Linked DNA regions of Mus musculus: regions 1 and 2 are each linked to region 3. The links are chromatin contacts, called in public HiChIP or PLAC-seq maps. All regions are on one chromosome and are shown on one strand. The core of a region is the stretch at or near the end of the contact, and the rest is flanking DNA. Distances in the headings are between cores, read along the strand shown.

What was found. HiChIP or PLAC-seq counts read pairs in DNA pulled down with a chosen protein or histone mark.
Region 1: an H3K27ac HiChIP or PLAC-seq map of embryonic stem cells shows a contact between it and region 3, with 5 read pairs. The contact joins two enhancer-like sites.
Region 2: a contact with region 3 is called in an H3K27ac HiChIP or PLAC-seq map of embryonic stem cells, with 5 read pairs. The contact joins two enhancer-like sites. A contact is called at or near these places in 2 of 115 datasets of contacts at active chromatin or transcription factors (embryonic stem cells and extraembryonic endoderm stem cells).

The regions. Positions count from the first base shown.
Region 1 is chr9:58,754,929-58,757,832 of GRCm38.p6, forward strand. It overlaps a transcript of Rec114 not described here. Among named protein-coding and RNA genes, the nearest start is that of Rec114, 15 kb to the left of the region's middle. Within about 2 kb of position 1,618, at least 9 of the 459 cell types and tissues checked have an H3K27ac peak or open chromatin away from gene starts, as enhancers often do. A contact at or near this core is called in embryonic stem cells, where this site is marked.
Region 2 is chr9:57,828,944-57,831,700 of GRCm38.p6, forward strand. The region is part of intron 2 of Arid3b (AT rich interactive domain 3B (BRIGHT-like)); the gene reads right to left. Among named protein-coding and RNA genes, the nearest start is that of Arid3b, 6.5 kb to the right of the region's middle. Within about 2 kb of position 1,283, at least 22 of the 459 cell types and tissues checked have an H3K27ac peak or open chromatin away from gene starts, as enhancers often do. A contact at or near this core is called in embryonic stem cells, where this site is marked.
Region 3 is chr9:58,279,274-58,281,973 of GRCm38.p6, forward strand. No RefSeq gene overlaps it. Among named protein-coding and RNA genes, the nearest start is that of Stoml1, 27 kb to the left of the region's middle. Within about 2 kb of position 1,413, at least 56 of the 459 cell types and tissues checked have an H3K27ac peak or open chromatin away from gene starts, as enhancers often do. A contact at or near this core is called in embryonic stem cells, where this site is marked.

The DNA.
Region 1 (2,904 bases), core at 368-2,867, 480 kb after region 3:
CTAGAGATAGTGGAGGAGCTCCTGTGGAAAGAAAGGCAGAAGCTCAGGGATTAACAGGGAGAAGGCACCTGGGCGCTGACTACATAAACAAAGTGCCTGGTTCTGCCTGGAAGAATCAAGGATGAGCTACTGAAGGGAGACTTGGCAGGAAAATAAGCTTGTCAGGTAGAGATACTGGAAGGACCATGTCCAGGCAGTGGCTGCAGGATGCTCTGTCACAGAACTGTCACCAAGCCCCTTCAACTTGCCACCAGCTCAGCTACAAGGAAAGCAAATTCAGGCTTTAAAGGATGGTGAATGCTGATTGGGCTAGAGGTTTTCTCCTCACAGTTAATGACCTATAAATAGCCAGGCAGAAAGGAGCTTTACCCAATTAGGTGGCATTGGAAAAGAGATTTAGCCAATCAGAACTAGTCCCTCAAGAATTTAGAGAATGAAATTAGTTTGTCTACTTTTCAGAGTTGAAGGATGATGAAGCCAACATTCAGAAAGAAGAAAGGAGCTGTTTGCCATGCTGGTGCCAAGGGTTCCCGTGTGCCCTGGACAGCTTGGTGATGCAAGATCCTGTCTCTCTGTGTTTCTACATAAGGCTCCTTTCATCTCCAGTGGCCAAGCCCTGCACTCTGACCATACACACATACAGTGTGCACCTAACAGAGGCTGGAGCAGCTTCTGACTTCAGGTCATTTGCAGAAATTTGGGGCATTTCAAGGTCAAGTATAAGCAAGGCCAAAAGAGTTAACATTTACAGAGCGATTACTACATACCGGGAGTCCTTCTACCCTATGTGCTTCACACATACAAATTCATCTCATTTTTAAAAGAATCCCCATTCAGCATTACCAGGCCCACATTATCATTAAGAAAACCCAGGCCCAGAGAGGTGAAGGAATGTCCTTTTGCACAGCTGGTAAGTGAGAACGGATTTGAACTCAGTTTGGTTCCAGTCTTCTCAAACTCAGCTCCCATTTTCCTTCTGTAAGGTCAGAGATGGTGCTGTGGAACTGGGGAGATGGTTCAGTTGATAAAATAGTTGCCTTGCAAGCATAAAAACCTGAGTTGGATCTCTTATAACCCATGTTTGAAAAAAAAATTTTTTTTAAAGCCAGGCATGGTGACTATGCCAGTACTGGGGAAGCAGAAACCGGAACACACTGGCTGGTCTCTACTTGGTGAGCTCCAGACCGATGAGCGGACAAAAGCTGCCATTGCCTCTAGCAACCACACACATGAGCAACCACACACTTGTGCGCTGTGTACTAACACACACACATGCACACACACACACACGCACATACACAAGTTTTTGTAGAACTAGGCAAGGAGACATACTATGGAAGACCTTACATGTCTTCCTGAGTAGTCTACACAGTTCAACAGTATGGTTCCTCGTCTATCTGCTGTACATATGGTATCTCTGTTTGAAGGTTTCATTGAGATACAGGGCTCCGCTTCTAGAACTACTTAGAAAGGCAGCGTCTGAGGAATTCAAGACGGGAAGTGAGTGGCATGGTCTGATTTGTCTTTCAGAAGGATCACGCTGGTGGTGATGTGGACAGCGAGCTGGCCACATCTGCCCCTAGAGGCCGGTCTGCTGCAGTGGCCCAGGTGGGAGGAAGAGGTTTGATACGGGATGTACAGAGCAGAAGTTGGTGCGAGATGCATTTAGGAGGGAAGAGCATCAGGACTGAAGAGACTATGTGTGGTAGGGGTCCTGGGGGGTTCGGCCCCACGCACTCCTAAGGGCACACCTCATGTTCCACATTTGTTGGCATGCACATGCTACACACAGAAGGAGAGTTATAGACTGGATGGGAGCACACATCCTCAGACTGGCAAATGTGTTTCCACACTCAGGGACAACACTCAGGGTCACATTTGCAAATTTTCTCCTTTTATTCTCTAGGAGAAACAGTTTGATCTAAGTAGTTCTCAACCCCGGGTGCACTGCCCTAACCCCCAACCCCACCCCACCCCACACATATCCTAAGCTGAACTCAAGATCCTCCTGCCGTTGTCCCTCAGAGGGCTGGAATTCCAGACATGCACCACCACACCCTGCCAGACAAGTTTAATTGTTATAATGACCTGGACCTGCAATTGACCTTTATTGCTCAGGGACCAGAGATGCTAAACATTATTCAATTATTAAAAAATGTTCTGCTTCCAATACTAACAACATCACTTCTGAGAAATACTGGCAGAACTTTGTAGTTGAAATGCCTAGGTTTGAACCCGGCTGAGGCAAGTTAGCGTTTTTGACCCTTAATTTCATTATTTGTAAGAAGTACCTGCCTCCTTTTAGAAAATTTCTCTCTCTCGCTCTCTCTCTCTCCATATATATATATGTATATGATGTATATGTATAGAGTGTGTGTGAGTGTGTTTGAGTGCTGCTGCATGTATGATAGTATATACATGTGTGAGTGCTGCTGCATGTATGATAGTATATACGTGTGTGAGTGCTGCTGCATGTATGATAGTATATACGTGTGTGAGTGCTGCTGCATGTATGATAGTATATACGTGTGTGAGTGCTGCTGTATGCATATGATAGTATATACATGTGTGAGTGCTGCTGCATGCATATGATAGTATATACGTGTGTGAGTGCTGCTGCATGCATATGATAGTATATACATGTGTGAGTGCTGCTGCATGCATATGATAGTATATACATGTATGAGTGCTGCTGCATGCATATGATAGTATATACATGTGTGAGTGTTGCTGTATGCATATGATAGTATATACATGTGTGAGTGCTGCTGTATGCATATGATAGTATATACATGGAGTTGGTCCTCACCTTCCACACTGTTCACAAGAGTCTGATTTCTGCCTGGGAGCGTCCGTGACTCTCCTCACAAGTGTGCTGGATTCTAGCCCCCAGGGCCAGATTTA
Region 2 (2,757 bases), core at 33-2,532, 450 kb before region 3:
CCTCCTACATGCTGAACTGCAGAAATGTGTTATCAAGGGGACAATGTGTCACTGCGGACCAAGCTCGAGGTCTGTTTGAGCACTCTGCCAACTGAATCTCACCAGAGCCCAGTTTCCATTTCTGTGCTATTAGCTGCCCTCGAATGCAATGATTTATTAAAACAAAACAAACTCTAAACCAAGCTGCTTCTTCTCAAGTAATCTTCCAGTACTTAACGGTCCTTCCCACCTGCCTTGGGGCTTCCTCTGCATCTATCCTGCAGAGGTGCTGTCAGAAGGCTGAAAAGGCAGCAAACAGCTTCTAGGTGTTCAAAGCAGGCCACCCCATGTTCTCATTAACATGTGATGAGCAGAATTTAAGAAGGGTTATCAACTTTTCAGTTGCAAATTTTCTGAAATTAAGACTCTTCCATCCTAGAAGGGCAACTCTAAACAAAACTTTGTACGACACCAGGGGTTGGGGGGGGGTGTCAATCTTTATTGAGCAATGAACCCTATTAAATCTCAGTGGTCTGCACTAGGTTGGCAATGCAAAGCTACACACAGTAACCAAAGTGCCTGGCAAAGTTTGCCTATCAAACTAGCCCTCATCTTTCTGTTCTGTGGAAGGAAGCCTAGCTCCATTAATGGGCTCAAGACAAAGCCTGTATTGCTGAAACCCCCACTATCCAGGCAGCAGAAGACCACCCCTAAAGGCAGCACAGCCCCCCATACCCCCATGTCCGCTGTGTGATCTCCTTTGAGAAAAGGGACACTCAGTCCTTTGTTGTCTTGTTTTACAATTATTTACTCTGCCCATAGAAATCTGGCGGGTTTAGAATGCTAGGTTCCATAGTTATCCATCTTCCCATCACCCTGGTGCCAGAGAATGAGCCAGGCCTTGAGAAGCAAATATTTTGCAAGGCTTGCTTTGAGAAGAGAATCCATGAGGTAATTTTGACTCTATGTGCTGTAAGCACAGGATTTCAGAAACAGCATAAGTGTACCACTCTGAAGTATTTCAGTTTGCAAATACCTGCCCAGCCCTCACTGACTCCTGTAAAACATTTTTCGAGAATTCTCCACTATGTGTACAAAGGTGTGTGTGTGTGGGGGGGGGGATCATCTCTTCTACTTTGGTATGTAACAGAGTGTTTAGAAAATAACCTGTTTTACAGTATTTGCATCACAGAGCAGACTGGGCAGGGTTTGAGTTAAGTTACTACCTCCCACTTCCAACCCTAGCTAGAGGCTGCTGCAGCACCCCTGCTAGGCATCTGACTCCCTGAGGGAAGAGACTTGCCTGGAGCAAACAGGCCTGGCACAAAGACTCGGCCCAAATATACGGTGTAGAATAAAGGCTACTATAACTCATTAACAATTAAGATCTTGTGTCAACTGGAAAAGATCTTTGAATTGTTGCTGGAGCAAGTGCTACTTAACTTCTACTCTCCACAAGTTAATTACTTAAAGAACAAAAGGCCGAAGAACAAAACCAAAGAACAAAACCAGCCGGTCTCAACCAGCTTTAACCAGCCGGTCTCTCCATGGCTGACTCCAGGTTTTTACAGGCTCTCTCTCAAAGCTGTGCTTTTAGTCTTCTGTCCAAAGCATAATTAAAAACATTAAAAAAGAATCTCAAGCACATTACTTAGTCCTTTAAAGCCATGTTTAAGGGCTGGCAAAGGCACCTGCCTCCCTACCTCCTAACCTGAGTTGGATCCTGGCGGACAGAGAAAACTGAGGGCGGCCCCTCTGTTCTCTGACCTCTACATGAGCATTGTGGCATGCACCCCCACACATATGCCCAACCACCCCACACACCCCCAACCCCACACAATTTAAAGTTAATTAAAGCAAGGTTAAAACAAGGGAAGAGGATGGGGCAGATGATTCATCTGGCAAAGGCACCTGCCACTAAGCAGCCTTGGTTCTATCCCTGAGCCCCACAGTGTGTGTAAAGAGAAAAGGGACTCAAGCAAGTTCTCCAATGATCACCATATACGCTACAGCATGAATATTACCATGTACACACACACACAAACCAGAATGTAATAAAACTTTAGCACTTACACACAAAAACAAAAACAAGTAACAGAGAAGCTCACAGACCAAGCTGAAAAACTAAATCTACAAGAGAAACAAGAAATGGCCTCAAAGGCTGTAAGACATTGTCACCCATTGTCTCACCTTCTGTCCCAACAGAGTTCTTCCCCATATTCAGAAGGAAGGTACATATAGAGTGAAATATTAGGCTTAGCTACTCTGGCATTTGTGCAAACATTTTTGGCAGGTGTTCTGCCAAACAGTCTATATTTAGTTTGTATGCCTCAGAAACTTAAATGAACTCAAAGTATTTGAGCTGCCAACAGCCAGCCTCCAGAGCACTGAGCTGTGCAGCCACGGGGCAGCTGCCATACAGAATGCAGGGCCGGGGTGCCCTGCCACAGCACACACGTGTGCACGCACACGCCAGTCCTGAAGAGTCTCTTTTTTCAAAGCTCTAATAGCTTGACCTCAACACCTGCTGCACTTCCTGAAGACAGACAGGCTCTGGAGCTCCACTTGTTCCTCACACACACGGCTGCACTTTCTAGGAATGGCCGCACACACAGAGGCTGGCCAGCTGCCAAGGCGGGGGCAGCAGCAGCCTCGGGCCTGAACTTTCCCAGCGCTGTAAGGGCGGTTCCCTCTACGAGCTGACTCAGCGGCCACCATGGAACGGTGCCAACCATACAGCAGTGCAGGGGCTGCCGGCAACTCACAGATGTTTTACTA
Region 3 (2,700 bases), core at 163-2,662:
TTCATGAATCTAAAGGAACAGAGGTAGCTACGATGAGCCAGCTGGTCAGGAAGATACAAAGACAGGCAGATGGAAATGCAGGCAGATTCCTGGGTTCAAGGTCAGCCTGGGACTTAGAAAGTGCAGGCCTGGGTGCAGGGAAAATGGTAATTTCAGGGCAGAGTCCCACCTAACTAGTTTACCACCTGTGCTTAACAAAAGCAGACTGATCTCTGAATTGTTTGCATTGTCAAGAAACAAAGGTAAGTTTACTGTCCTACAAATAAATGGCTGGGGTAACAGGATGCTGGATTGAAATGTAAAATAAAAGACTGGACCTGTGCTCTGCAGGAGATGGGCTATCCAGAAAACTTAGGAAAACAAGAGAACTGCTTAGACAACTGACATTCACGCATTTGCTTTCGTGCTGAAGCACACAAGTAAGCAGGACTTGGACAGAGAGATCTCTTAGAATAGCAAGCAAGCAGAATATAGACCAGAGAGATCTCCAGAGAGAAAGCAGAGCATAGAAGCAGACTGGAAAAGCTGTATCTAGCAGAGCACAGGTCTTAGCTTGAATCTACAGTTTGACTTCAAGTGGTTCTTTTCGAGGCTCCCAGACTCCCCTTCTCAGAACCCCTCTCCAAGCCGAAGCTGGTCCTTGTCAAATGCACATTCCACAATCCAGAACTGTAGCTCAGTGGACAGAGTGCTGACGTAGCGTGCATGAGGCCCTAGGTTCAGTCCCCTGCCCTGCAGAAGCAGGGTGTGGCTGCACGTGACTGTACTTGCCCCACTTGGGAGGTGGAGGCTCAAGAACCAAAGTTCATTGTAACCTCTGCTATGGTAGAGCAAGTTCAAGGCTAGCCTCTGCTAGAAGCCTTGACCAAAAAAGCAAACAAAAGTCACCAAGAAAGTGCATTTGAATTGTTTCATCCCAAGATAAGTGCTTGACTTGATGGCTGTGTTAACGAGCTTGATTTAATTGTTTTGTCATTTCATAAATCACAAAGTACCTCACTCTGTACTCCATACAGCAAGATTATTTCAATTTATAATATAAAAATTAAAATTAAACTAAAAGGCATATTCTGTAAACGAAATCAGAAACAAAAGGCTGCCTACTATATGTCGCTATTTACAGGTGATCCCATGAAATGCAAAGCTACCGGGACAGAGAACAACTCAGGGACTCCAGGGCTCTGTGACTGTGAGGCTGAGGACAAGGAAATACCACAGGAGGAGATAACAACAGTTACTGATTTATTGATTTATTTAGTGATTCTCCTAAAGCGCTGTTAGAATGCCTAAAGCCAAACATGGCTTCACTTGCCTACCTGGAACAGAGCCACCTGAGAAACACTTAAAACAATGAGTCGTTGCCCTTAACAACCTGACTTCCGCTCAGGCTTCTTGCTGTCTTGCAAGTGCCAGTAAAAGCTCACTAGCTCCCCCTTGTGGTTTTAGATATAAAACGGGGACACAGACTGGGTCAATACCAAGGCCTGCTGGGAGCTGTCCTGGCTTTGGTCCAGATATCTCTCTTCCACTCCCACTGGTGTCAGAGTGCTTATTCTAGAAAGATTCCCACAACAGGAGCAAGAGAGGAGTGGGGTTTTCACTTGCATTTTATGTGTATGAGTGATGTGCCATGTTCATACAGTGTCCGTGGAGGACGCCTTTGTCCCCTGGGACTGGAGTTACAACTAGTGTGCTCCATCTTGTAGGTGCTGGGAACTGAACCTGGGTTCTCTGGAAGAGTAAGTGCTTTTAATTGTTGATCCCCAAAAGGGGATTTTGAGAGTAATGGACTTTTTCCACATTTTTATTGTGGGGGTATATTTATAATTATTTATAGTTTTTGTTTGTTTGTTTGGGTATATTTATATTTATTTATAGTTTTTGTTTGTTTGGTTTGGTTTTTCTTTTCTTTTTTTTTTTTAAAGATTTATTTATTTATTATATGTAAGTACACTGTAGCTGTCTTCAGACACTCCAGAAGAGGGAGTCAGATCTTGTTACAGATGGTTGTGAGCCACCATGTGGTTGCTGGGATTTGAACTTCAGACCTTCGGAAGAGCAGTCGGGTGCTCTTACCCACTAAGCCATCTCACCAGCCCTGGTTTGGTTTTTCGAGCCAGGGTTTCTCTGTAGCCCTGGCTGTCCTGGAACTCACTTTGTAGACCAGGCTGGCCTCAAACTCAGAAATCCGCCTGCCTCTGCCTCCCAAGTGCTGGAATTAAAGGCATGCGCCACCATGCCCGGCTTATTTATAGTTTTAAAGCTTGTCAAACTCTACACATAAAGGAGTTGACTGTAACTGTATGCAAATTATCCATGAATATTTCTTAGTTATATATACTGAACAAGCAAAAGAGACAGTGGGTGTGATTTCAGAAATGATGTTCATATATCCCCCCCAAACCAAACAAACAAAAAACGAGGACCCCCCCCCCCCAAAAAAAAACCCAAAAAGCCCTACTTTTACCTCTGAAATAGCCCTGAGGAAACAAAGTCTTGCTCCCCCTGGTGGCCTCCATGTGCATTGACAGTCTGTTCCCTGACAAGCTGCTGGGACCCAGGCTCAGGCTAAGACCTCTTGCTGCCAGAGATTGGAGCTCCTTGAGGCTAGAAAGTGGTTGTTAGTGTACCACAGGCATTGTCCTAAAGTTTTGGGGCGTGCTGGTGAGATGGCTCAGCAGGTAAGAGCACCCGATTGCT